5 separate regions of the Mus musculus genome follow, and regions 2, 3, 4 and 5 are each linked to region 1. Evidence: chromatin contacts called from public ChIA-PET and HiChIP or PLAC-seq data. All regions are on one chromosome and are shown on one strand. The core of a region is the stretch at or near the end of the contact, and the rest is flanking DNA. Distances in the headings are between cores, read along the strand shown. Region 1 has its middle 120 kb from the start of Gm29835. Region 2 holds the start of Gm36496 (a long non-coding RNA gene). Region 3 has its middle 33 kb from the start of Gm36441. Region 4 has its middle 36 kb from the start of Gm46343. Region 5 has its middle 17 kb from the start of Gm36723.

Evidence for each region. HiChIP or PLAC-seq counts read pairs in DNA pulled down with a chosen protein or histone mark. ChIA-PET counts read pairs in DNA pulled down with a chosen protein or histone mark.
Region 2: a contact with region 1 is called in an RNA polymerase II ChIA-PET map of memory CD8 T cells, with 5 times the contacts expected there. The contact joins two enhancer-like sites. A contact is called at or near these places in 1 of 484 Hi-C or Micro-C datasets (liver) and 2 of 115 datasets of contacts at active chromatin or transcription factors (large pre-B cells and memory CD8 T cells).
Region 3: a contact with region 1 is called in an RNA polymerase II ChIA-PET map of effector CD8 T cells, with 15 read pairs. The contact joins two enhancer-like sites. A contact is called at or near these places in 4 of 484 Hi-C or Micro-C datasets (all in liver) and 2 of 115 datasets of contacts at active chromatin or transcription factors (effector CD8 T cells and memory CD8 T cells).
Region 4: a CTCF HiChIP or PLAC-seq map of CD8 T cells shows a contact between it and region 1, with 5 read pairs. The contact joins two enhancer-like sites. A contact is called at or near these places in 1 of 15 datasets of contacts at CTCF or cohesin (CD8 T cells) and 2 of 115 datasets of contacts at active chromatin or transcription factors (embryonic stem cells and memory CD8 T cells).
Region 5: a contact with region 1 is called in an RNA polymerase II ChIA-PET map of effector CD8 T cells, with 22 read pairs. The contact joins two enhancer-like sites. A contact is called at or near these places in 3 of 115 datasets of contacts at active chromatin or transcription factors (CD8 T cells, effector CD8 T cells and memory CD8 T cells).

The regions. Positions count from the first base shown.
Region 1 is chr12:25,860,573-25,866,610 of GRCm38.p6, reverse strand. No RefSeq gene overlaps it. Among named protein-coding and RNA genes, the nearest start is that of Gm29835, 120 kb to the left of the region's middle. Within about 2 kb of position 2,295, at least 27 of the 459 cell types and tissues checked have an H3K27ac peak or open chromatin away from gene starts, as enhancers often do. A contact at or near this core is called in CD8 T cells, effector CD8 T cells and memory CD8 T cells, where this site is marked.
Region 2 is chr12:25,185,225-25,191,262 of GRCm38.p6, reverse strand. All of the region lies in intron 5 of Gm36287 (a long non-coding RNA gene), which reads right to left. It overlaps Gm36496 (a long non-coding RNA gene), which reads left to right and starts at 419. Exons shown (of 3, transcript XR_381348.4): 1 at 419-1,793; 2 at 2,222-2,435; 3 at 2,748-3,758. Within about 2 kb of position 3,857, at least 10 of the 459 cell types and tissues checked have an H3K27ac peak or open chromatin away from gene starts, as enhancers often do. A contact at or near this core is called in memory CD8 T cells, where this site is marked.
Region 3 is chr12:25,239,560-25,245,597 of GRCm38.p6, reverse strand. No RefSeq gene overlaps it. Among named protein-coding and RNA genes, the nearest start is that of Gm36441, 33 kb to the right of the region's middle. Within about 2 kb of position 3,752, at least 106 of the 459 cell types and tissues checked have an H3K27ac peak or open chromatin away from gene starts, as enhancers often do. A contact at or near this core is called in effector CD8 T cells and memory CD8 T cells, where this site is marked.
Region 4 is chr12:25,264,826-25,270,863 of GRCm38.p6, reverse strand. No RefSeq gene overlaps it. Among named protein-coding and RNA genes, the nearest start is that of Gm46343, 36 kb to the left of the region's middle. Within about 2 kb of position 2,358, at least 77 of the 459 cell types and tissues checked have an H3K27ac peak or open chromatin away from gene starts, as enhancers often do. A contact at or near this core is called in CD8 T cells and memory CD8 T cells, where this site is marked.
Region 5 is chr12:25,335,613-25,341,650 of GRCm38.p6, reverse strand. No RefSeq gene overlaps it. Among named protein-coding and RNA genes, the nearest start is that of Gm36723, 17 kb to the left of the region's middle. Within about 2 kb of position 2,655, at least 24 of the 459 cell types and tissues checked have an H3K27ac peak or open chromatin away from gene starts, as enhancers often do. A contact at or near this core is called in CD8 T cells and effector CD8 T cells, where this site is marked.

The DNA.
Region 1 (6,038 bases), core at 1,046-3,545:
CGTATAAACAGGTCAGAAGATAGCAATGTCAAATCTCCAACAGTGGAAATAAAATATATAACTGACCAAAAAAGTAAGAATAGAAAAACCTGTCTCTAAATGACCAAAATAGAAGGTGTTCAATCCCATGAGAAATATAGTCAGCAAGATGGCATCTTCTCTTCCTAGAATGTGCGGACACTGTGGCGCATTTCCTCTCATCGTCTCTGCAGGTAGATAAGTGAGGCATCTGCACACAGGACTTCGAGTTGCCAGTGTGCAAATCAGCTTCACATGCACTGAGGCTATTGGCCAAGAAATATTCCAAGTACTGATAGTCCCTGAAGGGGGAATTCAAACTCTACCCTGTGATTGCCATTTGTGTGAGACAAGACTCAAATTTAGACCAATGGAGAAAGAGTTAACTGAGTGTTGGCCCATCTGTTGATCTACTTAGCTGTGTATTAGAAATATTGCTGACAATAACCACAGAATGGAGACACATCAAATCGTTTGGTGAAGTTAACACTGACTCATGGGCCAAAGATAGTTCAAAGACTGTATTTGTCTACGTCTTTGAATTTTTTATACTAAGCAAGTCTTGCTTTTATGAACTGAAAAACAATCAGACTTAGGAATGACATGAACTGCTTCAGAGGAGAGCATGCAAGGTTTGGTCTAGAAAGACCCAGAACAGTGTTGTTCTGAGTCTCTGTCACCTGTTGGGCGATGTTGGTCTTCTGCAGTATGCATTCTTATATCTCTTAAACAGCGCAGGTATTTACAGGGGTGCAGTGAAGACTGGAATTTAACGTTTCTCATGCATAACTCAAGCTCATTTTCATCACCCACAATCCATCTAAATGGTACCCAGCAATGTGATAGAAGACCCGAGTAAATTCTTGTTCAGCTTCATTAACTCCATGAGAAAGCCTCTATGTGTATCCCCCACCTGGTGTGGGTCAAGTCAATAGAAGGCTGCCCAGCCTTTTGAACAAAGATATGCTCCCGTGTGCACTCTTGGGATTCTCCCATGCATCTGTTAGAAAGGATGGGGAGTATAAGTCTGCCAAAAACCTCACCATCTACAGTACCAACCTGAGTTACTCAGAAAAAAATTTAAAGTGGATAGTGTTTGTAAGCTCACCCCCACCTGGAGTCCCCCGGGGGCACTGAGTTGGAGAAGTGGGGCTGAGCTGTAAGAGCAAGACTGAGAATCATGGCAGCCCCTCTGACTGCATACCACACAGCGACTCCCCAGGATGCAAAGGCAGCAACCAAACAGCACAAATTGGAAAGAGGAAAAAAAGTGTGAAATCTGCTCTGGGCCATCAGAGGAGGCTGATGTAATCCGGGTTGACTCCAGGGACAGTAATGGTGCCAGCTATGGAGGCCACATGGCTTCTAATGAGGCCAGGCCCAGTTGCAGCTCAGAAGAGTGGGTGAGCAAGCCAAATCTCACCCAAGGACAGAAGCAGCCCTGACAGCTGGTGAGTGAATTAACTTCAGGCAAACCAAGTGGACCCAGGTGGTGGGACATTTCGAATCTTTCCCTTCTGGTGGAAACAGAACAAAACATTGCATGGAACACAGCCACCATGGCCTTTTTTAAAATTTTTCCTTTGATTTCTTCTGACAGATTTCTTGGAGGAGGGGGCAAATAAGAGGGAATAGCTCTAAGACCCACCCGGACAGACATCAGTGACATGGCAGTGCTAAAGGTTGCTTAGAAAGGGCTATTTGAGAGATGGAGCATCCCTACTGAGTGAGATCAAGGCAGTGTCCAACATGGTTGAAGGACACCTTGTCAGATGACTTAACTCTTGAGGAGAAGGACCGCCATGGATGGTAATCAGTGCTCCTAAATTGCTGACCCCAGGCATTTGCACAGACGACTTTTTTCCCCTCCATTTTCATAACTAAATGGCTGTCTTCCCTCCCTGAGCTTCTCACCCTAGAAGTGCCCTGCAGGGGCTGCCATTCTTAAGTTGGGTAGACACCTACTTCCTACAGAATTCAGCCAATAGGCTGAGCCTGGTAGTTTGAAAGCCATCCTGCCACCTGGTGGTTGTATCCCTAAATTGCAAGGGCAGGTCTCTAAAGACGTGAATTTATAAAATAAAAAACATTAAACCATTTTGACAAATGTCAGAGAGACATGAGCATTTCAAAAGGATGGGCAAAATAAAAAATAAGCATATGTTGTGAAAGAAAATAGCCTCACTGATGAGAAAGAGACCAAATCAAACGTGAGTGGGCAGACAGGAAACACAGAAAGCGAACACAGCACTGGGTGTGGGCAAGAGACACCCAGCCCCCCTGATTCTGGTTATTCCAGGAAGATCTGTCACATTGCCGAGGCTGAGGTTAGCATGGTTCCTACACAGCCTGAGGAGGCAAAAGGTTATGACAGCATTTTGGGCCTCTGCATGATAGATAGTACAGAGACCTCTTTATTAGAATGTCAGTACGCCTAGTTTCCTTTTATTTCTTTATCTCACATTTATTTGTTTATCTTTTTTTTCTGTCACCAGTTGTGCCCTGTGTTTAGATCACAGACTGCACATGCAAGTCAAAGTCACCAGGGAGAGGCAAAAGAAAACTAAGTGAGAAAATGCCCAGAGAATCCAGAGCAGCAACAGAGCAAGCCTAAGCTTCGATGAGAACAGGGATAGCCCAGCTCACTTCCAGGGCAGGTCTCACAGGAAGCAGCATCTTACCAACAGTGTCTTGATGGCGGCAAGGGGAGGGGAGGAATAACAGGATGGAACAGGAACATGGTGAGAAAGTGGGATGAGACATCGATTGTTAAAGCAGAGAGAATATAAAATAAAGGGAGTTAGAGCAGGGCAAACAGCAAAATAGAGTGGTGTACGCTTTTAGTGCCTGCATTTGTCAGGCAGAGGCAGGAGAAACTCTGAGTTTGACGAAAGCTTGGTGTCCATCACAAGTTTCAGAATGGGAAGAGTAAGCACTTAAAACTCCAGACTCCGGAAGGGGAGGCAAGTAGGCTGACCACTGGAGGTCACTGGTCGGCCATCCTAGTCTACTTGGCAGGCTGTGAGAGACCCTGTCCCAAAACAGTCAGGGGTCAGGAATTAGAGGACACTTGATAAAGGACACAACTCACTCACATGAAAACACATGCACACGTACACACATGAGAAGGGGTCCATCCTTGAAAATGCCAGAAAGAAAATATTTCACGTAGAGAGGGGGCTGAGGCCTGCAAAGGCTCACAGTAACCAAAGGACACAGGGACTTTGAAGTTCACCCTGACAAATCTGGAATCTCACTGGAGAATTTTAAACAAGAGAGCATCAGCTACCTGGAACACACAGATAACGACTGTAAAGATCACTCCTGGGGCCCTGAGAATTTCAGAGGCTCTGACTGTAAAACCCAGAGAGGCCTTCTGAAAAGCCACTGTGGCTCTTCAGGAGGAAGGCATCTCCAGAGCTCTTCAATGCCAGGCATCTACCATTGGTTTGGGGCATTTAGCTAACATATGCAGGTCATGTGAGGGGTTCCCATGGTACACACAAATGCTGGTGAAAACCTGAAGTTGACTTTCTGACTTCCTGGTGACCATTTTAGCACCATCACAATGAAAAGACACAATGCAATCCATTTGGGGATAATCACTATAGAGTGTTTTAATCCCCTAGGCATGAGGTCTGTGGTTGCCCATCACAGATTTCAACTCCTATTTTTTTCTCTTATCTCTGTTCTCCCTCCCACTTCTCAGCTTCAAGATGCCTGTCTCCTCTTTTGCTCTGTTTAGAGACAGTCTTTAGAGTAAGACCTAAGGAGGCTTGATCTGGTATTATACAGACTCTTCCAAGGGAGTCAGCTAAACAGGGAACCTGTAAACCATGCATGAGCACTGTGGCAAAGATGGCCTCACTTCTGACTCGGATCTCCAGGTTGGTCTGAGAACATATCATTTTACTTGGCTGGTTTCCAGAAAATTATTTACCTATGCTTATTTATGTGTCAGCCCATGAAGCTGGCAAACCACAAAGAAAGCCTCTTTTCCCCCACATACTAGCCAGCATTTCTGGTGTGAACCTCAGAAGAAGTGGGCAGTCTCTTCTTAAAGAACTTGAAGACCTTGACATTTTTCCAGCATAGGAATTTGAGGTCTGCCATTGACGAGAGAAAAAAAAAAAAAAGCGCTTCCAACTAGTGGTAAGAGTAAAAGTGTGTATGCCCCTCCTTAGAATTGGGAACAAAACACCCATGGAAGGAGTTACAGAGACAAAGTTTGGAGCTGAGATGAAAGGATGGACCATGTAGAGACTGCCATATCCAGGGATCCACCCCATAATCAGCATCCAAACGCTGACACCATTGCAAACACTAGCAAGATTTTATTGAAAGGACCCAGATGTAGCTGTCTCTTGTGAGACTATGCCGGGGCCTAGCAAACACAGAAGTGGATGCTCACAGTCAGCTAATGGATGGATCACAGGGCTCCCAATGGAGGAGCTAGAGAAAGTACCCAAGGAGCTAAAGGGATCTGCAACCCTATAGGTGGAACAACATTATGAACTAACCAGTACCCCGGAGCTCTTGACTCTAGCTGCATATGTATCAAAAGATGGCCTAGTCGGCCATCACTGGAAAGAGTGACCCATTGGACATGCAAACTTTATATGCCCCAGTACAGGGGAACGCCAGGGCCAAAAAGGGGGAGTGGGTGGGTAGGGGAGTGGGGGTGGGTGGGTATGGGGGGACTTTTGGTATAGCATTGGAAATGTAAATGAGCTAAATACCTAATAAAAATGGGAAAAAAGGAGTAAAAGTGTGGAGGGGGCAAAGATGGGGCCCTCTGGCTTGGCCCATTGTTCTCATCATCAGGATTGTCTGACCTTTACTGAAAGCTCTACAACACTTGTGTAGCATTGACAGTACAGGTCATAGATGGTGTGTGATACCCTGTACAGAGTTCCTCTCCTCATCTTTCCACCTTTGTCTCCTCTCACTATGCTACCCACTACTCTCCATAGTTTCATTGCTTCTGAAAAAATAAGATAAATGATAGACAGACAGATAGACAAACAGATAGATAGATGATAGATGGATAGATAGATGATGGATAGATAGAGGATTGAGCACATGTAGTATACTAATGTATATCAGACACTGCTTTTTCTGAGTCCTCCAAAAAGCCTTTCTCCTATATTGGAACCATGAACTAAGGATCCTTTACAACTACGGAAATTATCCCTTTGAAGAGTATTACAGAAAGAGCAAGGACCACGTGGAAAGCCATGTTTGGAATTGCAGAAAGCAAGCTTCAACTCTGACCCAAATCCTTGCCAATGCTGTTCAGTTGAACCAGTTAGAAGTGTCACTGAACCTTTATTTCAACATTTGCAAAGAAAAATATCAAGTGGCCCAGAGGATCTATGCATGAATGATTGGATGAATCACAGCCAACTATTACCTGAGTCAGATTCGGGACTTTATGTAGAAAATGGAAAGTTCCCTTACCAAACTGGATCAGCTCTCAAACCCAGTCCCACTCTACATTGTTTTTCTGGTTTTTAATTCTTGAGCTTAGTTGCTCTGAACAAAATCTCCCTCATTGCTGGCCCCTCTGCCGTGTGTGTGTGTGTGTGTGTGTTTCCCCCTCTCCCCTTCTTTCACTGTTTTCTATTCATTCCTTTCATCTTTCTTTCCTTGCTTCTTTTTATTTATTTTTCTTCTTCTATTATACCAAATAAGTCCTGATAAAGATGAGGATCATGTCAAGGTGAATCTTCAGTAAACAAAACCACTTTAATAAATATCAAGGCATCTCAACAATGACAGATCAACATAGATGACAGAAATTTGGTAGGAAGACATTTAGTTTCCAAAACATGTTTCAGGGAACCAAATATCAGATTAGCTGCAGATGTCCCTGTCCATGGCCATGTGTGTTCCTAGAGACAGTTAGCCCATACTCAGTTGTCCTTGTCTGGGCAGTTTTGATTAAGGAACCCTCCCTGTCACCTCTGATGGGTCTTGAAGATAACTGAGCACTTCTTGATTCCCTATATATTTGTGTG
Region 2 (6,038 bases), core at 2,608-5,107, 680 kb after region 1:
AGGCAGCCTTGCATCCCACCCCTTATACAAGTTCCCAGGTGACTGCTCTCCCTCTGGTCCTTATTCTACCCTCTGGGGACTCTGCTGTCCACACAGGGCCACCCCTGCAGAGAAGCCTCTGGATAGAGAGACCCTTGAGTAGTGATTGCCGGCATGTGAGCAGCTCCAATACACTATTCCACGGCATAAAATGAGAATAACAAATAGACATGTCCAAAGAGCTGGGGCTGGAGGAGTAATTTGCTCCACTATGGGAATTTCCTTCTCTTCATTTTTGTAAATGCTAAGGAACAAAAGTTTAAGTGTGATCAGATAGCCCAGTCAGTGGCCTAGCACAACTCACCCATCACACCTCAAAGAGAAAGAGAGAGCCTAGGGTTCCCCGTGAAAGAGACCAAACTCAGCCTTCTCAAAACATGAAACCATTTATTTTGGCTTCAGGAAAAAAAAATCCCTTATGTCACACATACACACATGCATACATACACCAGCTTTCAGTTTACAATGAGTATGTGCCCTAGAGCCTCTTCTGTGTCACTCCCAGAGGCCCAAGGGACAGACCCAGTCTGGGTGGAGGTGCCCGTCTCTGCTCGACACAGAGTATGCCTCACTCTTCACGTCCCGCCTGCCACAGCTGGTGAACCACTTGGACTGTGCACTTTCCCAATTACTGTAGCTCTAGAAGCTGACTGAAAAACCAGTAGCAGCTGGCAGGAAATGAGTGAGAAAACTGACCACAGATAAACTGCAAGGCTCTACAGGAGCAGCAGATAGACTCCAGACCAGGAAGTTATGCTAGCAGGGACTCAAGACTGAAAGGGCTCAGGCCCCAACAGGACCCCAGAACCCGTTGTGGGGACTGGTGCTGTGACTTCACAATGGGACCGTGCTCTGTCCAACACAAGCACATCCAGGCACAGCCATAACCACGGGAGGAGAAAGGGAACTTCAGAGAAGATAAACACCAAGCTGAATCCTGGCCTCTGGGGTCCCCAGGTTCCCAGCATCACGAATGAAGGCCAAAGCTACAATGATCTAATAGCCAGGCTGGAGAACCATTACCTGTGAACTCTCTATTGAGGGTCCCTTGGGGCTGGGGTTGGAGGCTGTTCTAGGGCTCAAGAAGTGCATTGGGGTGGTGACAAGTCCAGAGAGTCTGGCCTTCCAGGTCTCTACAGCTTCTCAGCATACTCAGATGGCACAGTCACAGCTCCGTATGATACAAAACATGATCGATCGCTGGGCAGCAGAACAAACCCTTCCCATGTGTGGTCCTCCTTCACATTTGCTGGCATCATAGATGGGTCTGATAATCCTGTATTTGCCTCACACTTGAGAGGAGCAAGCATGGTCTGTAAGCCAGATGTGCACTGGAAGCTAATGGCCTCTCTTCACAATGAGACATTCGTTGCTAAGGAAGGGCAGCCAGGTGGAGAGCTGAAAGCTGCACCTGGGCCGATAGCTGGGTAGCATTGCTGAGCCACTAGTGTTTAAAGGTACCTTCTCAATGGCCCAGAGACACAGCTGCCTACGACGCCACCCCTGGTCGTCCTTTCCTGATAGCAATTACCCTTTTTGCACCTAAAGTAGACCCAGGAGTTCTTCTGAGAGCCGCCACTGGCAGGAAGTGACCGAGCTGTGAGCCACCAGCTTCACTGTGTGACGCGCTTTGTGACAAGCTGCCAGGGCCAGGAGCTGTAGCAGCTGCGCTTGAACTTGTGGCTGGCTGCAGTCCCTTGGAAAGGGAAGGGGCACATCTGGAAGGCGGGTCTGAGTGCCCCATGAAGCTCAGGGTGAGATTCCTTCCCTGTGTGGAGAGGTTGCAGGGAACACCTGCCCTGGGAGCAGGTGGTCCCCTATGCTGGGCCCCTGGGCTATTGCTTGGGTTAGCAAGACGTGCTTCAGCTGAGTCTGACTCACTCTCGTTCCTGGAACCGTCTGAAGGCGGGAGAGGATGCTGTGGGTAGGCTCCAACTGTATCATCTGGGCTGGGGCCGGTAGCAGATGGTCCTTATTTTAAAAAAAAAAAAAAAAGACATACTTCCATGTGGGCTTAAAATAGCACAGTTTTCACCACCGGCCGAATGGGGAAATGTACGAGCTAGTTGTTCACATGGGAGTGGGCACTGTGGGCTTATAAGCAGGAATGAGGGGGTCTAGGCATCAGATGTGGCCAAAAGAGACCATGGTGACCACCCCATGCCTGCCTTTACTTTGTCAGCTGGCTTACCAACCCAAGCAAAGCCTGTAGCAATTTCAAAACCTCAGGATCCTTCCAATTGCCTCAGTGAGCCTTGGAGAAGCCACAGACCTGATACACAAGGCTGAACACGGGGACAGCAGCACTTCCTACTGGCCTCTCATAGGCAGCTGGGGAAACCCCTTCTTCATGCAGCAAGTCGGGAAGATATGGATATCCAACGAGGGGTCTGAAGGTAATGTTGGTCCTGAGCTGATCTCTGTACTTGAGCCTAGAGAAATGTGGAAGCCAGCCTCTGGTTCTGCCCCAGAGAAGCTCTCACATCTGTCCCTCACAGTCTGTGTCTGTGGCAGGTTACTTCCTCTTTGAACCTCAGTTTCCTTATCTGTCAGATGGAGCAAACATGGGGACCTGCCATGGGAGAACCCCAGCTCATGCAGGTACCCTCCACAGGGAACATGGCATGGCCTGTCTCTCTCTAAGGGACAAGAAAGCCCTTGGCCTTTCCTGTCTCTGCTCACACTTAAATCTCACTATGTTTTGGCAGGTAGAAATGTCAGCTCTAAGATCCTGGGCCCCATGCTACCCTCCCTGAGATGCTGCTATGTGAATGTGGAGGGAAAGAAACAGAAGTTACTGCATCTTACTCCATCCTAAGAAAGGCTACAGTGGGCAGCCCTGATTCCCTCCTGCTGTCCAGAACCTGAGAGCCCAGTAAATTGGAGCCTAGGCCACTGTGGCCTTTGAAAGACAGACAGAAGACTTCCAGACACGCAGCAAAGATAAGAAAGCTGCAAGGATGCCAGAGGCCTCCCAACATCCAATCCAGACAGAGCCTTGTCTGAGGTAGAGGTTTCCAATGAGTGAGCCCCAGGAAATCTTAAGTCTTGGGGATATGGCATACTAGCAGAGGGGCAACAATCAGCTCCAGGGAGTAAAGAAATTAAAAGCAGCCCTTGTTGTAGCTTGTGCCAATTTGTATGGTATAATCACTCCTGCCTTGGCTAATGTCATCACTGAAGGCAAATTCAGGACCAGCAAAGCATAGTCAACTGTCCTGAGCAGCAACATCTCACACTCAAAGCATATGAGAACAGATGGCTCTTCCCATAAGATTCTTGCTACCTGCCCAGAGGACCAAGAACAAACAGTGGCATGTCTCGGCTGGAAGACAGAGGAGCAGAAGGGTTGTTGAGTGTTACAGGTTGGCTAGGAAAAGTCCCACACCGGCTTGTGTGTTTGAACACTTGCTCTCCAGCTCATGGTGCTCTCTGGGAAGTTTCTGGAACCTTTTAAAGGTGAGGCTGTGGTGATTTAAAGAATAGTCCCCTTGGGCTCCTATTTTGAATACTTGGTAGAACTGTTTGGGGAGGATTGGGAGGTGTGGCCTTGTTGGAGAAGATGTATCACTGGGGGTGGACTTTGAGGTTCTAAAAGACTCCCAGTGTTCTTCCTCTACCTCGTGGTTGTGGATCAAAATGTGAGCTGATCTTCCCTCCTCCATCACTCATTGTAGTCCTCTGAAACCATAAGCCAAAATAAATGTTTTCTTCTAGAAGTAGACTTGGTCATGACGTTTTATCAAAGCAACAGAAAAGTAACTAAAACAAGGGCCTACATGGGGGAAGTGGATCTCTGGGGAGGCAGGCCTTGAGGTTTACAGTCCTGCCCAACTTCCTGCCCCCTCTCCACTTCGTGGTCCACATAGAGATAAGCATATAGCTGTGTGTTCCTGCTAGCTTGCTTTCTCTATCATGACAAACTATACCTTCAAAATTTCATCCCAAATAAATCCTTTCTCCCTTAAGTTGCCTCTTGTCAAGTACTGGTCATAATAACCAGAAAAGGAGCTACGACACAGGGATAAATGAGAGGTTAAGGGACAGGCTCTTGGGCTGGGCACTAGTTAGCTGTGTCTAGGTAGATCTCCAGTCTGTTGACCTGTGTGGCTTTGGGTACTTTGGCCTCTACAAAAACAGAGAAGATTAGCATCTAGCTTATTATATGGATAAATGTGATGGTTAGTGGTGATTAACAATTGATTGGGTTGAAAGATACCTGGGAAATTAATAAAATATATTTCTAGGTGTGTCTATGAGGGAATTTCCAGGATTTCCAGGGAGGCCTAACTGAAAACAGAAAGCCTTTCTTGAATGAGGGTAGCATTGTTCAGTAGGCTGTGGACCCAGCATCATCCTGTGGGTCCAGCTGGCATTGGGGAGGGTCCAGCATCATCCTGCTGATTCCCTGTGCTTCCTTCAGAGTATGGGTGCTGTGTGACTGCTCATTTGTGTGGCAAATTAACACCTGGCTCTCCCACTGGGCAAGGAGTCCACAAGGCATAGTTGACAGGTATTTTTAACAAGGTTACTCTTTGCCATGAGATACTGTGAACTACAAAATGTCCCCAGCTTTTACCAACTGGTTGCTAGGAGTGTTCCGAGTCATTGAGATAAGAATCCATGCCCTTGGTCAATTCCATTTCATCCTAAGAGCTGGCATAGCCTATAAAGAGACCCCTCATTCTAGGTACTGGAATCCATGAGTACAGGAGTTCGACCTTGGTTTGTTCAACCCATCTCTAGCCAGTGGGATCTCAGAACAAAAAGTAGATTCTAAGAAATGCATGCTGGTAGATGAATCTGCAGCCCCTACTTACAGGCTGCTAAGCAAGCTATTCTGACTTCAGGATGAGACCTATAGGAATCTGACAAGTAGGGCCTTAGGAACACAAGATTCCAAAAACGTCCTATCTTCCCAGGGCTCAACTGGGCAGGACCCAAAAGCCAGCCCTCCTATCACTTCACCTTCCCTAGCATCCCAGAGCCCAGGAGATGATGTAGCTGCTTCTTCTGCCTTGTAGCAGGAGGTAGAACTGCTCTCTCTCTCTCTCTCTCTCTCTCTCTCTCTCTCTCTCTCTCTCTCTCTCTCTCTCTCTCTCTCTGTTAGAATCCTTGTACTCCCTGTCTACTGCCAATCTTTTGAAGGCCTGACCAGTGAACTACTATTCAGTGAGAAGCAAGCTGGGAAGCAGGAGCCAATCACAGACAAGCAAGTGAGCACAGCTGTGGGGATGTAGAAGCCACTCAATGTTCCAGGGCAATGTAGAAATTCTTAATTCAAACCCTTTCCTCGGGCTTCTAGTTCTCTCTGTCCATCACACTGTTGAGTGTCTGTCCAATCATCCAAATGCTGGCCACTTGAGGATCCACAAGGAGCATCTGGCTCTGTGTTCGTTCCACTTAGTCAACAAGCACATCACCAACACTCACATGTGTCATGCTGTTTGCTCCAGAATTGACATCCATACTCCCCTGTGTTGGCCTCGCTGTATCACTGTCTAGCTATTCCATCCAACTTGACAAGATGGCTTTGCACTTGACAGTGCTAGGCCCTGTTCCCACAGTGTCCAACAGGTCTCCCATGTCCAACTCTGATCCTAATGAGCTCACAGCAGATGCTGTCCCTTGTCATCATCTTGTTGATAAACTTGTTTTATTTAACTGAGCCCCTTAGTCTGTGTTGGGTATTCTTCAGAGTCTTCTAGCCACTGTGCAGAGTCAAGGAGAAAAGACCACGAATGTGAGACCTTCAGAGAACAAGTCAGTGTTGTGCATGGAGAATCTGGGTATGAAGTGCAGAAGGCTGTGTTAGATGTGGTAGTGATAACAATGGCAAATCTTAGTGCTATAAAACCCCAAGCAATTTCTATGAACTCTCTCATTGGAACTGCACAGAGATACTATTCCTAGTTCCACTTTGCAGAGGACAGGATTGAGGCACATATGAATTAAACCTGCTTGAGGCCATGTGGCTTACAAATGGAAAAGCCAACATT
Region 3 (6,038 bases), core at 2,503-5,002, 620 kb after region 1:
GAGCCCACAGTGTGTTCCTCTCTGTTTCTAACTGGCCTCTGGATCCATAACTGGTCCAGAGAAGGAGGCAGAAGCTAAGAGGCCGCATTCTCATTCTGGCCCAGATGTCAGGGAAGGAACAGTGGCTTTGGGGGCACCTTTGCCTAAGTCCACAGCACCAGGCTGAGGGGCCGAGCTCCAGAGGTTCCATGAAGGAGATCTGGAATGACGCACACTGCATTCTCAGTGGCTGAGTCATTTCTGTTAGTTGAATCAATTTGAAATATTTTCTAGGGCAGACATCATTATAGAAAATTTCAAGGAAAGCAGAGCATTCTGGGAAAAGAAAAGGAAATTGGTTACAAATGTCTCTTGGCCAGGTAGAGCCATTCTTCATGTCTTGGTATATTCTTTCCTATGCACACACACTCACACACACACACAGAAAGAGAGAGAGAGAGAGAGAGAGAGAGAGAGAGAGAGAGAGAGAAACTCGCATGCACACACACATGCACACACTCACAGACACACACATAATCACACAGACACACAAATACATATATCTGGGCATATATTAATGATGGAGATCCATCCTGAGAAATGGACCTTACACAATTGTGTCTTTGTGTAAATTCCCCAGAGTATACTCACCACCAACCTAGACAGAGCAGTGTCTTGGGCCTCAGCTGCATGGCACAGCCCATCTCTCTTAGGCTGTATACCCATCCAGCATGATGCCGCACTGGATGCTGTAGGCAGCTGTAGTGCAATGTTAAGTATTCATGTATGCAGCCAAGCTTCTGATGACAAATGCATAAGTAATTTAAGCAGTGGGTTGAACTACAGAGAATGTAACCATGCTGCTACTGGCTGATAGGAATTTTCCAGCTCCATATTATTAACCTTATGGGCCCACCAGCCCACATGTGGTCACTAGCCAGAAAGTTCATTTAAGAGTCTCTCTCTCTCTCTCTCTCTCTCTCTCTCTCTCTCTCTCTCTCTCTCTCTCTCTCTCTCTCTCTCTCTCTCTCTCTCCCCTTCTTCCCCCATCTCTTCTATTCATGAATTCATATAGATGACATGTCTACACCCATTTGTTTTTACATGTTTTATTAGATATAGTAGTTTACAACATTAGCATCTTTCCATATTATTAGCCACTCTTTAAACTGATTTAATTTCTATTTAATTTCTATTTTTTCTTTTTTAAAATTTTTTTTGAGACAGAATTTCTTTGTATAGCCCTGGCTGTCTTGGAACTCACTCTGTAAACCAGGCTGGCCTCGAACTCAAAAATCCGCCTGCCTCTGCCCCCCCGAGTGCTGGGATTAAAGGCATGTGCCACCACTGCTCAGCTGATTTAATTTTTATTTGTGTGTTTGTGCATGTGCATACATATGCATTCAGGTACACATGAAGACCAGAACTCAATGTCAGATGATTTCCATCTATCACTTTCTACCTTATTTTCTGAGACAGAATCTCTAACTGAACTAATGCTCCCTGATTGGCTAGACTGGCTGTCCATCAAGCTCTGTGATTTGTCTGTGTCTGCACACACACCCAGCCCCGAACACCCCAGCACTGAGTTACAGATGCACACCACCATGCCCAGCATTTACATTTATGCTGGGGAATCTGAACTCAGATCTTTATGCTTGAGGTCCAAGTCTGGATTCACAACTGGGATATCTTCCAAGCCCCTAAATCAATTTTAATAGCTTTTAAATAGTTTATGTATGTAAATGACAGAATTTATTGTTGATGCCTCTATCTTAGACATTAAAATGGTTTCTTTCCCATACATTTAAAAATGGGAATCAGTGCTCACAGACCTGCCCTGATCCTGAAGTGAACTCCTGGGAGTTAAAGTGCAGAGCTGGGATAGAACATTTCAACAATACCAACTTGCTATCTGAAAAGACATTGCATGTCATGCTGCCTGCTGTCTTTGTCCCCTGTTGGATACAGAGAGTGCTGTAGAGTTCATAATAAAGAAGGGGTCAGGGCTGGAGAGATGGCTCAGAGGTTAAGAGCACTGACTGCTCTTCTGAAGGTCCTGAGTTCAAATCCCAGCAACCACATGGTGGCTCACAATCATCCGTAATGAGATCTGACTCCCTCTTCTGGAGTGTCTGAAGACAGCTACGGTGTACTTACATATAATAAATAAATAAATCTTTAAAGAAAAGAAGGAGGAGGAAGAGGAGGAAGAGGAGGAAGAGGGAAAGGGGAAGGAGGAGGAGGAGAAGGAGGAGAAGGGGGAGAAGGGGGAGAAGGGGGAGAAGGGGGAGAAGGGGGAGAAGGGGGAGAAGGGGGAGAAGGGGGAGAAGGGGGAGAAGGGGGAGAAGGGGGAGAAGGGGGAGAAGGGGGAGAAGGGGGAGAAGGGGGAGAAGGGGGAGAAGGGGGAGAAGAAGAAGAAGAAGAAGAAGAAGAAGAAGAAGAAGAAGAAGAAGAAGAAGAAGAAGAAGAAGAAGAAGAAGAAGAAGAAGAAGAAGAAGAAGAAGAAGAAGACGACTTCTTGTGTTTTGCAGATTGTATCTTGGATATTCTAAGTTTCTAGGCTAATATCACAGCAAAACCTCTCCTGGGCATATACCCAGAAGATGTTCCAACTGGTAATAAGGACACATGCTCTACTATGCTCATTAAGCAGCCTTATTTATAATAGTCAGAAGCTGGAAAGAACCCAGATGTCCCTCAACAGAGGAATGGATACAGAAAATGTGGTACATTTACACAATGGAGTACTACTCCCCGCTATTAAAAACAATGAATTTGTGAAACTCTTGGGCAAATGGATGGATCTGGAAGATATCATCCTGAGTGAGGTAACCCAATCACAAAAGGACTCACTTGATATGCACTCACTGATAAGTGGGTGGTCCTTTTCTTAACTCCTGGGCTTTGGTATGGGACAAGGGATGGGGATGCCAAGGTGTCAGTTGTCAGATCTCAAGCTCACTCCTCACTCACAGCCCAGAGCCCAAACTCCCCCGTGTCCACGGGTGCCCAAGGGCTGAGGAGAACATCATTTAGTGGCTATAAGAGCTTGTGAGCCACTCATTGCACCATACACTGAGGGGGGGTGGGTAACTCAGCGAGATTGAGAAACCTCAGTTTCTGCTTCCTAAATATCTAATTCTTTATTTAAGATTTGGCCTTGTTGCCAGAAATTAGCAAGTGACAATGTATTTTGACTCTTTAAAGTGTGCTGGGAACACATGAATCTACTTTTCCATAAAAGAGATTACTAATCGATACTTAAATTTATGATGGTCAGAAATGATATATAAGACATTTCCACAATGTTAAGACCTCGAGAGTGAGTGAGAGGCTGGAAGATAGCTCAGTGGGTAAAGCGCTTTCTACACAAGATCCCAGAACCTTCGTAAAAGATGGATGCCACAGCACATCTGACCAAAACGCTCCTACAGAGAGACAAGGGGCAGAGACAGGAGCTCATAAGCCAACCAGCATGTGTAGCAAAAAACCACAGAGACCCTGTCTAAAACAAGCTGGAAGGTCCCTGATATGAGTCACATGACACTGTGAGGGTGAGAGAATAAATTAGAAGTCTAAAGAACCCAACTCGTATAACATTACCTGCCTGATTCTTCCTCTTTAAGGACTTACCCAGCCATCTACCAGCAAGCACAGCTACCAACTACCAAATGCATATATTCTTGGCACGCTGTCTTAGACTGTGCAAGCTCTGTGATGTGGGTAATATTGTTTTTCCCATGCAGATGACTTTTTTATTGTGGTAAGAACTCTCAATATGAGATTGCCCGTGTTAACAGACATGCAAGTATTCAGGAAATTGCTGCTCACTGGAGGCCCAATGTCTATAGCTTATACATTCAGCATCAGGGAAACTTCCTGTCTGTTCCCTTCTCTCTCCACTTCCTGGTATCATTCCATTCACTGAGGCCATGAATGTGGCTACTTCCAAATGCCACAAGTACATGAAATCATATAGTGTTTGTTTTCTATGGCTGGCATATTTTACTTAGTAAATGTCCTCAAGGCTTACCCATTCCTTCTTCTTGAGGGCTAAATAATATTCCATCCTTTGTAGATGCTATGTTTTCTTTACACATCTTTCTGTCAGTGGACATTTATTAGGACTGTTTCTACATCTTTCCTATGTAGGCAGTGTGATTAAACCCATTTAACAGATGAGCTAACTGAGAGTCAGAGAAGTCAGGAAGCCCTCAAATTCAAGTACCCTTGTCAAACCGGGTCTTGACTGACTCCCCACCTTCTCCCTGCCTATGGCTTGTATACCTCAAGCATTAGCAGTCACATAGAGGGAAGTTGCCAGAGTCCCCTTTCTCTCTGTTTTACAGGTAGCCTGCAGATCCTGCCAGGCCTGCCTGCAGGTGCTAAATACGAAGGGAGCCAGGCAAGGCTAAGCCATCCTATTTTAAAGGCCCATTTCTACCATTCCACATTATCCTCCTCCAACCTGCAATGAAAACACACAGGGGAGGGGTGTAAAAGTCTTGTGGTGTGTGGCCTGGCCGGGCATGTTTTATACCCACAGGGTCAGTTTCCTTGGGCTGGCAAGTGCTAAGTAGGCTGCTGGCTTCCAGGGATATCCTAGCCAGAGAGAGTAGAGTGGTGAGAGAGGAAACAGTAGCCAATTAGGACAGTTTTACTGCCTGGAGTCCCAGGAGGGGAATCTGGGCCATCCCCGTGGAGAAGGGATTGGCTGGGAAAAGATTCACGAAAAAGGAGGTGCTGCCATGGTGTTAAGACCAGACTGAAGAAAGAAAGAGACCAGTGACCTTGTTAGGCATCTCTGTGTCTCTGTAGGGATGGGTGGACTAAGGCAGTGTGAGTCACCTGGATGACCCACCAGCAGTTCCTCCTGCCCTGAGACGGGAGAGAAGGGTGTACTTACACGTGGATGCAAGGCAGAGAGTACGCTCTTCACCTCAGCACTAAAACACGAACTGAGGAGCTGGGCGAGGAGCCCTTTGGGATTTGTTCCTTCTGGTTGGGAAATGCACCCAGGAAGGTTAGTTAGGAGGGTTCGAATGAAGAATCTCTTGGGTGAGTGTAACCAAACAGCCTTTGCGGTCCCCCTTCCTTGGGAACTTACCGGACTTAACAGGAAGTCCCCTTTACCCAGACCACTTCCCAGCATCAGAAAGAACAGGACATCCTGTCCCCACAGCTCTGCAAGGTCAAATCAACCAGCGGCATCTCTGTCCCCTTTTCTCACCAGAGGCCAGCGCACGGCCTCCTCATCAACATTCTGCCGGCTGGGCGTCGAAGCTGCGGGAACTGAGAAGTAGGTCACCCCACAGGCTAGGAAGGCTGCTGTGTGGTTTCAGCTAACTGGGTTGCTGGAAAGCCCCCCTGCCCACAGTTATCCCCTGAGTCACCACCTCACAGTGGCGAGGCAGCAGGCTGACTCCGTCTGAGCTCAGCTCGCAAGGCTGTGCTGTGTGGGGCATGGGAGGAGTGAAACCCACCTCTGAAACAAAATCCAATAGTATCACCCTTCAAGAGCCTTCCAGAAACCAGCCTTGGTAGAGGAGCACCCGGGGGCACTGTTGGGGAGGACTCTGCCTTTGTCCTAGATCCCCAGTACTCTGACAGATCTAAGCACTTGGGCCACAGGAGCTGGAAGCAGAAGTGGCCCAAAGGTCTGGGAGGTTTCAGGGGACACAGGTCAGGTGTACAGAGAGAGAAGCCTGGGACCAGAGGACATCAGGGTAAGAGCCACCCGTAGCTAGGTGGCAGTTGTTTAGATCCCTATGCAGAGTCAGAACAAGGGAGGAGGGTAGTGCAGTATTCACCCTCTTTTTCACCTTCTTTGGCCCCGTGTGTTTTTTGTTTGGTTGATTTTGGAGGTTTTGGGTGGGTTTTTTTTTGTTTGCTTGCTTGCTTTTTTTTTTTTTTTTTTTGGTTTTGGTTTTGGTTTTTTGGTTTTGTTTTCATTAATTTATTTATTTACTTTACATCCCAATGGAAGTTTCCCCATCCCCCTCTTCTCTCAGTCCCTCCCTCTCAACGCCCCTCCCCTCACCCTCCCCCCTTTCTCC
Region 4 (6,038 bases), core at 1,109-3,608, 600 kb after region 1:
CTGCATACGATGCCAGTGCTGGGACATGATAGAAAACTAGCGTTGCTCTCCTAACCTAACACCCAGGGAGGTTTCAGTATGAAACCTTATTGATGCTCCAAAGGAGTGTATCATGTGAAGACAGAAGCCCTGGGCACCCTTAGACCTCCATCTCCCTCTCCCCATCTTCTCCCTCTCTCCCCCTCCCTCTACCCTTACCCCTCCCTCTCTGATTCTCTGGGTTCTAGAACTTTTGTTTAACCCATCGGTAACATAGAACATAGCCGACCTCAAGATTAGCTATTCTCCAGACCTGAAGCAAAAGCTTTCTCCGCTCTTCTGCCCAGTCCACCTCCCCACACCATCCTCAACCCCACAGCTGTACAATGCAATAGGCCAAATATCATTCAACCTTACCAAGATCAAGATAAACCCCTCACTGGGCCTGTTACATGGCCTCCTTTATCATGACATGTCCTGTTGTCACCCTTCAGCCCCAGACTGACCCAGAACAAATCAAGTCTCACAGGGAAGGCATGGCAAGCAAGGGATACTGAGGAATTAGAGCTATCACCTATCACAGAGCACTGGCTGCAAGTGTCTGGGCACAATGGGACAGGCTTATAATCCCAGGATTTGGGGGGGGGGAGGGGCAGAGACGGAAGAATCAACAGTTCAAGGTTAGCCTTAGCTGCTTATAAAGTACCAGGCCAGCCTGTGGTTTATGTGAGACTGAGTTTTTAAAAAACAGAAGAGCAACAAGACCAAAACCACAGTGCCAGTGAGTGGAGTGTCAGTATTTTCTACAAGTATTGAGCTGTGGCCAAGTGAACTTCTCCCCTCTCAGCTGTGTTCTTATCTACATAGGGCAAAGCAGCATTTTTTTCCTGCCCCGTTGCTTTGAAGATGGCAGATAGGAGGAGGAAGAGGAGGAAATGCTTACAAGGGATCAAGTCTAATTGTCATGGCATAAACAGCAACTACCCTTAAAAATCTCTCTTTCCGTATCACTGTCAGATACTCCTGAAGCATCGCAAGACTGCCACCTGACCTTCAGAGACTGCCAGCCCTCAGGCTCATACACTGTCAGTGAGGAGACGGAGATGGCCACACAGGTTCTGTGGAGAAGAAGGGGTTAAGAACGGTTGACATTTATAAACCGGAGTCTAGGAAATACAAATGGTTGCTAACAAAAGCCATCTGGGAAGAGTTGAGATGACTCAGCAGGTGCCATTTCCATTTCTAGAAAAACAACGCAGACCACCTCAGTCTCACCTGGACCTAGCCTGTAGCTCAGTTGTAGTGAGTTATAGCTCAAGACAGACGCTACACGGGCCAGGGCTTTGCACAGCCCTCTCCAGTCACCGCCTGGAGTCAACTCGAAGTCCCAAGCCCACTCCTTAGAGCTCTCAGTTCAGAAGAACCTTCAGGGGGCTTCCTGGAAAGGAATTTCAGAAAGGACCTGACCTGAGATGCTTTCAACTGCAGGAGGCATTCCAAGGGCGGGCAGGTGCAGCCTTGTGGGGCTGCGTGCACATTTCCTGCTGGCTGCTTCCCAGCCTGACTTGCCAGCCAGCACCTACATTGGTTAGAGCACTCTGCAAACCTTTGTGCAGCCCTGGCTTCAGCTCAATAGTCCAGAGATTTCCCTTTGAGTCACGCCACCTTCAGATGCTCAGACTGAGCAGACAAACACACAGAGCTTTCTTAATTTTTTCAGTTTTCCTAAGTGCTTAGTGGTAGTTTGATGGCTAACCTAAAATCGCATTGTATATAAAGTTGAAGCAAGAAGTACTGACTAAACCACAGCCCATGCCTTCAGTAGAGCTTTTGCCAGTGCAAGACTTGACGGCTGTCCGGTGCCAATCAAGTTTCCTCCAGACCTCAGTCTCACCACGTCACACTATCTGAAAGCAGCTGGCCATTCCAGTGTGGCTCCACTAAGGAATCCTGGAGCCCACGTTAGCCAATGGCTTCCGCTTGGCTTAGTAGTGACGTAGACTAATAATATCCTCCTTCCCATGGCCTCTCTTTCCCCTTCTTCCCATCTCATTAAAAGAAAGAAAAAGAAAACTTTTAGTAACACATCAATAGCTGGATTAAGATCCACATTGCTTAGCCAAATGACCCAACCATAAGATAAATAGCTAGGAGCCCCCACTTCCATACTGGCTGACACCAGGCTCTGTTCTGAAGAGATTTACAGATTCATTTCTCCCTCACACTGATTCTATGCAGCTGATACTCTTATTCACACACACCCCACTGGACAAAGGAGGAAGGTAAGGCACAGAAAGAATGAAATCGCATGGCACTGACATCCCTGAGGTTTGTGACTCAGGCTCTCCATTCCGTGTGGCACGGTGCCAGGCACAGGCAAGGCGGAAACCATGGTATTCGTTCTTAAGATGCCCAAGGATTGTAATCTGTCTTTATCCAGACCCACTGGGGCTACGACAGAGGAAGCAGGGCACTTCCTTTATGGAAACCGCAGGAGCTAATGGCTTTTATGTCCCCCCAGTGAAGGGGCCCCTGGAGTCCAGAATCATCTTATAAAAATTTCAGGATGAAACCTGTTGAGACCACTATCCTCTGGGCATCAGCTGTGGCATCTGTAGGCCAGTGCCTAAGAAGGAAAGGCCACTGGCTAAAGTCTGGATGTGTCTTGCTGCAAACCATTACCAGTGAGAGGGAACCATCCCCCCCTGCTCCTAACAGGGGCATCGAGGATGCACGGCTCAGTTCTAGAAGTCAAAGCAAGAAACAGCAAGCAGGCTGGTGCCTCTCTGCTGAGGACCTAGAACTTGGCTTCCTGGCTTCTGCACAAGGCAGACACTCTGCCCCATGAACAGAGAGATGTCGGGGCCATTCTGGACTTGACTCTCTCTGCCCCACATCACTGGATCTCTCTGGAGGAACATATGATCTGTTGTGGTTTGAGACTGAGCTGAGTAACCCAGGGGCGTCTAAAGAGTGCGCCTTCTTAGAGCTTGGTCTGCACCTGCTGTCAGGACAAAGAACCGAGATTCAAAGATTTCTGAGCAGGAAATGTCGAAGAATAGTATATCTTGATGAAGGCGACCAAGAATATGAAAACGAAGCGCGTGCTCTGCTCACAGGGGCTCCGGGCCTACACATCTCCAACTCGCCCAGCCTGAAGCTCTTCAAAGGCTTTGAGGCCTGTGCAGGCGGCTGGCAAGTGTAGGGTACCCTCTTCACTCTGCCTTTCACAGGTAACCCACCGCCCACCAGACACCCAGAAAGATGGGAGGATGCTGGCACAGGAAGGCAGCTGTGAGGAGCAGGCCCCTCAGATAGCTCAGTTATCTAAACTTCAACCTGGAAGTTCAAACTCCGGCCCAGTTCCCTTGCTGGCTCCAGAGACTTGGCTTAGAGGTGGGCATTGCGCAAGTTACCTGCCAGGACCAAAAGGGACTCAAAAATCCTAGGGGCTTAGATGCACTGTGGACACTGTCAGGCAGGACTAGAGATGGTGTCCAGCCAAGGACACCTGTTGCCCCGGAATGTATTTGCCAGGCCCTGCATCAGCTGCACGTCCTACTGTGTGATTGTACAACTCAGTGTTGACGGCCTCCAATCTATCCAGAGTGTAGAATGTGGGCTCGGAATTGACAGGACTCTTAGAGCAGGGAACCAGAGTCAACAGCTCTTGGCGCAGTGCTGGCGTCGTGGGGGAGTGGAAGGGTCCACACAGCCAGCTCTTGTCCAGGCACAGCCCTGGCATGCCCTCCAGGCGTGGAAACTGCTCTTGGGCAGGTGGCTGAGGCTCAGAGAGGGAAGGGAATAGGGACATGGGGTTAAGGGACCTTGGTGGAGCATGCAAGGCTGTCTTCTGGCGCACCCACACCTCTGGTGACAGCAGCACCTGCCTTGCAGCTGGGTGCCCTCTTCTCCCCCACCCTTCCCCCAAAAGCCCCAGCGTCCTGCCAGCAGCGCCTGGCTCCACCTACACCCATCCTTCCAAGCAGTGGGACCCAGGACAGGACGCCTGCCTGCCTGCCTGCCGGATGCGGAGGTGGGGACTGGTAGGGGGTGGGGTGAGGGTGAAGGCAGGCCAGGCTGGGAGAGGCTAGGCCCACGGTGCAATCAAACATTCTGAAGAGCATACAGGGTTATACCTGTGATCTAGGTATACAAGGAAGCTTGCAATTTTATTTTTAGAGTATATTCATTCATTTAATTAATTAGCTTACAAATAAGTAACTGGTTCTATGATAGCACTTGCAAACGTACTGTTTTGTGATTGATTCTCGTACCCCTCCCTCCCATTTTCCTGCCCTGTGCTCCAGTGCCCCCCCACACCCTTTTCCTTCCAAGATCCCCCTTACAGTTAATGGTAATTGTGTGCTATTGTCATTCCCAACCCTTCCCTTTAAGCCCCCCTTTCCATCTCAAGGATCTCTTCCAGTTTCCTGCCCTTTATCCACATTTACTCCCACCTCAACACACACACATTTAACAATGAGAAGGGAGGCTTCGGGGTTGGCATAACAGAGAACACAAGGCATTTGTCATTGCGGGCCTGGCTTAAGTTCAGTCCTTTTCGAAAGCAAGAGGATGTGTGGAGAAATAAGCAAGGCCCCGGGGATACATCGCAAGGTAGCAAGGGATAGAGATGTGCCCCCAGTGCACACACAGCTCAGGGTTGAGCAGCCTCTGTACACCACCAGAAGGTAAAATCAAGGTTGGGAAGCTGGGTGGAGAGGCGCCATGGAAGGGAGTGCAGAGCTGGAGGTGTGAATGAGCAGGAGCCTGTGGCTGCATTCTTCAGAGGTTACCTAAGAAAGGCAGGTGCAGCCTGCCTGGTGCTTATCTCCTTGGCTCCCCCTCCTCCCTACCCCCACCCCCACCCCGAAATAGTTACCCCTTATTGCCTGCTGAACTCTATGTAGGAGCCCACTGGGTTTCTCGCCCTTCCTGATTGTTGTTTTTATTAAGTTAGCTTTTTTTGTTTGTTTGTTTATTCCTCCTTATTGCCTCCCTCTACCTGATTACCTCTAGGGCAGCAGCTGGAAAGCCCATTTAAGACTTTGAGCTCTCTGACACACCCCATCCCACTGCCTGCCATCTGAACAGGTCAAATCAACTTTCCAGGTGTTAAATAACATTGAATAATAATTGTGTAATCGGCATAAATGTTAAGCCCGTTGGTCCAAGGCAGGAAAAGTACCTGTGTTTGCTGCCGATGTCTGAGGCTTCCTTGAATGCCTGGGGACCCTGCCCCTCCATTACAGTATTTGTGACATTGATTTTTGGTGGATTCACTTGAAAATCTTAATTTTTAACTGGGGGCAAGGGGGAGAGGGTGAATGCATTTTAAATGTGCTGTGTGAGCGCTCTGAAGACCCACAGGGCAAACGGTCTCCATTCTCTGCCTTTGTCTTTGTTCCTGCAGGTGGGAAGGGCAGCTACTCTAATGGGGTCACACTGCAGGCTAACTAGCCATTTATTTGCCTGCCTGTGACTCTGGTCTCACAGGTTCTTTTTGTGCGCATGCCGTATTTCACACTAAAATGAGGCTTATTACCTTACGAGCACCATTACAACATGCCCTGTGGTATGGGGGCAGGGCGTGAGTCTACGGCACTCCGGTGCTTACAGATGCCGAGGGCAGAGCCAACTTCACACCCACACCAGCTCCTCAGCTTGGCCTCTGGACGCTGGCGTAACGGACCACTAACTGAAATAATGTCAGGATTCAAACCTACACCTCCAGGCATGAGATATTTGTTATGAAATCCCACCCACCTCACCCCTGCGCCCTAGTTGCAAAACACACCGACAGAACCAGACAGCGCTTTGACAGCAAGGACCATTGACTAGACCATTCCTACAAATGGACTTCTCAAAAGCCACAGTGAGTCCCAGACTTTTTTCTGGCTCACTACATGGCACGTGTACCTCTTCTCTGTCGGAATCTCCTCCCGGGTGCAGATGTCTGGCCATTCCTGCAGGCACACAGGCATCCGGCACACCAAGTTCACCAGTGATCTCCTGCAGCACTCAGAAATAAGGAGCTGTGACTTTGGGCCAGTTCT
Region 5 (6,038 bases), core at 1,406-3,905, 530 kb after region 1:
TACCCACCTCCTGTCTGTCCTGGGGCTCACACTTGTCCTACATACAACACTCTAGCTGCCTCCTCTTCTTCACTCTAGCACCAAAGCCCCTCCTCCAAGTTCCTCACCTCTCCACTCAAGTGAACTCTTGTCCTTGGACTATCTATCCACTCATAAGGTCCTGGGGTTCTAAGATTGTCTCGGTACTGTTTACAGCAGATACACTTTGGCTTATTGTTTGGTCCTGTGAATGTCCTGTGAACCCTGAAGACATGGAAGACTTTTCTTTTGGCTACATCCACTTTGCCTTGAACTTGTCTTACCCTCACTGAGCCTTCAGGAAAAAATTGCTAGTTTCCTGATGGTATCTTTGAACATCACCAATATTTCAGCTTTCTGTAGCTGAAAGGGTTAAGTAGTTACCTGATAAGACTTCCAGAAAGTTATGACCTCAGATGCCCATAGAATCTGCACTTGCACTAAAAATGGTATCAAACTCAAGATCCCATGACAGTCCACTGAAATTTACCTTAGTAGGCCCAGTCACTGTTCTCTAAGACTCAAGGGCCGTTAGACTGGACCCATCTGTCAGACAAGTGACCACTGAAGGAGCAAGTTAGTGCAGGTGGGCCATGCCCCTGAAGGTGAGGAGACCGTGGACATGGGACAAATAGCTCCCAGCCTAAGGGACATCAAAACCTCCCTGGAAGTTACAGCTGCAGAAAATCAAGACATTTGTGTATTTGGGGGGAGGGGTGGGGAGAGAGAGGCCTATCATCACAGGTGGAGATGAGAAATCACTCTGACAGGGACGTAAAAGTTAACCCGCCTAAACCCCAGCTATCATGAATAGCAGGAACCATATCTTATATTCTAAATCCAGTGACTGCTTTCCCATACCTCCACAAAGGAAGTTTATGTTTGGGTCCAGAGCTAGATAAACCAAAAGTCCCTTTGAAGCCAGGTCTTGATGGTACAACTTTTGTTAGCAATCAGTAGGTATCACTGAAACCTGTCTTGAGCAGTCTATTGCTGTTGCTGAAGAAAATGGCTTCCATATATGTCCCCCATATATGAGCCCATACCATCCTGAAAGTTTTTTTAAGATTTATTTATTTTCACCAGGCAATGGTGGCACATGCCTTTAATCCCAGCACTTGGGAGGCAGAGACAGGCAGATTTCTGAGTTCAAGGCCAGCCTGGTCTACAGAGTGAGTTCCGGGACAGCCAGGGCTATACAGAGAAAGCCTGTCTTGAAAAAACAAAAAAACAAACAAACAAAAAGATTTATTTATTTTTATTTATGTGTATGTGTCTATGTGTATAGATGCTATGTGCTTGCAAATGCCAGTGGAGGCTGGAAACAGGCATGGATCCCTGGAACCGGAATCATGGGCACTTATGAGCTGTGGCATATGGGCACTGGGAACTGAACTCTCTGGAAAGGTAGCAAGCACTCTTAACCACTGAGCCATGCCTCCAGCCCCAAAGTATTCATATTATAACTCAGACATCCCCATGGACACTGACTATAACCTAATTAAAAAATGGAAAGACTCATAGATAGAGTCTGAAAATGGTAACAGGCAGGTAACAGGACTGTTATATGCCTACCTTGGAAGGAAAATCATTACTGCTCCTGACAAACTGTATGTCTCCGTGTCCATGAGTACCCTGCTTTGCCTGACTGCCAGGAACCCCATCGCCAAACAAGATGGGAAATCACACTGAAATTATCACCCTCTGGTTTTTTTGCCACCTACTTCCTTCTTTATTCCCTTAAGTTTCTATTTCTGTTTCATCTTTGTTAAGAGTTAGTGAGTAACAGTTATTGTTTGGGCTGGCTTGTTGATTTTCTATTTTTGTGGCTATCACATATTCCCATGTCTGTTGGTCAGCTTCATTCTCTTAAACAATTACGTAATGGATTCCAATGCTTCAAATGGAATCCCTTTTAACCTGGAGTTTGTTTTGGAGAAGTGAATGCATTCCTCCTGTGTAGTGGTGATGGAAGGGCTGCCTTGAAACCCTGATGTCCCTTCTGCCCTCTGGCTGAAGTCCTGTGGCTACCAAGTGGCCACTGCATCCCCTCGAGGCAAGAAGTCAGAAGAAATCCTGAGCTAGGGTACAACCTCCTGCATATGAGGAAAATAATTTTGTTGTAAAAATGAAGAGGAGAGGAGGAATACAGGCAAAGAGGAAAACCTTGGTTGAGAGAAATTACTACTATGTAGCAGATAGAATGGCAAATGTCCCTGGGCTAATTCTGAGATTCAGTAACAAGGTCCTCAGCTGCACAGTGGTGGAGCCCCTCTCCTTCCCTTGAGAACAAACGGGCTGTACCCTTCCGTTCTCTAGCTGAGACCCAGGTCCTTCTCCAGAATCATGTGCCTGGAGACTCAGAGAAGATAGCTCTCATTACCACATCCCTTGCTAGGGTCAGGGGAGCCATTAGCTCAGGCTGCGGAGTGCTCCCCTTCTAGAGCAAGCTGCCCTGCAGGCAGGAATACAAAGGAAGCCCAAATGCTCCTTCCCTGGGCTCAAATGCACAGCACCAGTGCTGGAAGAACCACAACTAGCACACACCTCATTTCACAGGTCAGGGACAGGAGCCCAGACCAGGACAGAAGAGTCCATGGGCTCCCAACACCCACTCATGGCTCCCCCTGCTGTGCACGCCACTGCAGTTACTCTATTCAAAACTCAAGGTGACAGGGTGCTATTTTTCAGAGTGATCCCAGGAAGATATTACCACAATCTTCAGAGAGTTTCCTGTCTCTCTTCACCCCAAATTTACCATGTGTGAAAAAGCTACATGTTCCAATCTGTTTAGAAACAAAAAAACAAAACAAAACAAAAAACCAAAAGAACCACAGCCAAGCCAGAGTTCTGCTCCTGAGAAGTTAGCTACAATAATTAAGATGGCTACTTCTGCTGTGTTCTGAGGAAGATGTTTCTTCTTCTCTCATAAGGAGAAATCAAAGAGTCCAGGTTCTTTGTGTTCACCTTGCCCTCTGTCTTGCTGAAAACTTTCAATTTCTTTGCAAACAAAAAACAAAAACAAAACAAAAACAAAAAACAAAACAAAACAAAAAGGCAGCTCAGACTCTCCATTTTATTTGCCAAAAGGATGAAAACAAGGAAGGAGATGGGCTGTCCTGGATCCTCTTTTGTACTGGACCCAGCCACCTTGGACTTGATTCACACTGCAGGAGGAGCTCAGGCACCAATTACTGGCTGTGCCAAGGAGTAAACTTCTGCTCCCCTACCCATGAAATAAACATAGTGATCTATACTTCAGAGCTTAGTCAAGCCGAACGGTGCAGACCAGCCACAGGCATGAGAATCACAAGTTCAAGGTTTCCATGGGGCTCCAGACTGAGCTCAAGGCCTGAGTAACTTAGCAGGACACTGTAGCAACCTGAAATAAAGGGAAAGCGCTCACCATACAAACGTGAGATCTAGGGTTCCGATCCCCTGCTTCAGCATATCGTCAGGTAAGTGAGGTGCCCCACCTGTAATCCTGGCACTTAGAAGGCTAAGGTGGAATCTGAAGAGCAGACTAGCTTGCTACATGAGCCTTGTGTTAAAAGCTTTATGTTCAACCAAGAGACCCTGGCTTAGTGAATAAGCTGGAAAGTCAGAGGAGGACTCAGTCTGGGGCCCTCTCATGTTCTCATACACACATGCAAAATGTGTATACACACCATATATTCAACAGACCCAAACAAAACATACAATTTTTAATTTAAAAGTAAATTAAAGGGTTGGGCTTCAGTCCAGTGGTAGAATGTGTGGTATGCACAAGGGCCTGTGTTCAATCTTCAACAACAACAACAAAAAAATTTAAAGCTAAATGAAAAGACTTGACATCCAGGATTCATGGAATACATCTTCAGACCTCTACCACTCTGAGCACACTGTAGGTCCTCCCTCAGCTCATTCTTCAGACCTCTACCACTCTGAGCACACTGCAGGTCCTCCCTCAGCTCATTCTTCAGACCTCTACCACTCTGAGCACACTGCAGGTCCTCCCTCAGCTCATTCTTCAGACCTTTACCACTCTGAGCACACTGCAGGTCCTCCCTCAGCTCATTCTTCAGACCTCTACCACTCTGAGCACACTGCAGGTCCTCCCTCAGCTCATTCTTCAGACCTCTACCACTCTGAGCACACTGCAGGTCCTCCCTCAGCTCATTCTTCAGACCTCTACCACTCTGAGCACACTGCAGGTCCTCCCTCAGCTCATTCTTCAGACCTCTACCACTCTGAGCACACTGCAGGTCCTCCCTCAGCTCATTCTTCAGACCTCTACCACTCTGAGCACACTGTAGGTCCTCCCTCAGCTCATGCTAACTCCTCCTCTTTCCTGTCTCTGCTCATTAGGAAAAGAATGCCTCATGAACTGCCTGGCCTACCTGCTCCCAAGCAAGCCACATGGAATTACCATGTCTTCTCAGGCATAAATATACATCAGATGCCTGGCATAGCACCATTAGCATAATGAATATTCTAACATTGAAGCTAGAACCAAACATTAATCTTTGGGGAATACTAATTGCCAAGAATATGATTGCCAACCTAGAGTGGGCAGAAGGGATTGAACTTATGAAACTAAGGATCCATGGTGCCCTTTAAGACCCAAGCAGAAGTCTGTCACAGCCCCAAAATCTAGCCATGTGCACACATGCACACATACCTACCCACTATCCCTTCTCTAGCTCCATTAACTTATTTTTATCATGTCACTGGTAGAAATGAACTATAATTTAGTTGGTGTCACTGTGGGAGGACTTTGAAGGACCAGAAGAAGCCTGGGGGCTTTTGCATGCTGATATATATATATACGTGTGTGTGTGTGTGTGTGTGTGTGTCTGTGTGTGTCTGTGTGTGTGTGTACGTACATAAACATATATATAGCCATTGCATTGTATCTGGAACATGTAGAAAGGTCAAGCTGAGCAATTGTAACTAAGATCTAACTCTTTTTTTTTTTTTTTTGTCGTGGTGGGGGTGGGAGAGGCAATAAGTTCTCTATGTATCTTAGGTTGGCCTTGAACTTGTGGCAGTCTTCCTGCCAAGCTCATAGAGGGTCATGACCAGGAAGTTGAGATTCAAATTCTGCTTCAGCAGATGCCACAAACTGCCCATTAAACAAAGCATTTCTGGCATTCAACAATGCACTTGGTATCATTTCTTAGGTTTCTGGCAAAAGGTGGTGGGAACAGGTTCTGCTGGCTAAGTAAGGGACTGGGAAGTGTGGATAAAGAGCTTTTTGTCACACAAGAATAACATTTGTCCGGGACACTGCCCAGATGCAGATTTGGATTGGTGACTCAGCTCGGAACCAAGGAGCCACAGTTTATACTTAAGGAAGAGGTGTGACCTTGACCTTGACCTCAGAATTAGTGTCAACTCCCAAGCTGCCTTTACAATTCCTTGTAAATGGGACAGGGTAAACAAGATACAAAAGTAAAGAGGACCCAAGCAGGGCTCCAGAAGAGAGTCACTCCACTGTCTGGCTTTTGAGAAAAACCTTGGAAACTAACTCAAAACAGATGTATGTGACTAGAAGTCCCAGGCCCTCCTCCTGTTCATCCCCAAAGCAACCAATGCCAGACAGCTTAAGATGCCAGCATGGCACTCTACCCTGATGCTCTGCAGGAACAAACCCAGAAGGCTCGGAGATCAAGGCCACTGTAGTGGCCTCTGTCAGCCAACCCTTCCCCTGCAATGATTTCTTAAAGAGGCTAAGAAGGGAGCCTGGAGTATAGAGAGGCAGAAAGCAGGTCCTGGAGCTGCACACAGCATTTTAGGACCTTTGCTTTAAGATAAATAAAGCCAGGAAAGGCATCAACCAGACAGACTTGGGGGTCCGTGGGTTCACACTGGCTCAAGCGTGGAAAATGGATGGGAGGTAAGAAAACAGAAGACAGAAAGACAAAGTAGGCAATTTGGCTAGGAAACCCAAGCAAGAGGCAATTCAAGAGGCCCAAAGGATGTGAAATTGATTAGACTTGTTGATGGATTAGAACTTGAAGGAAAGACAGCCATGAGGG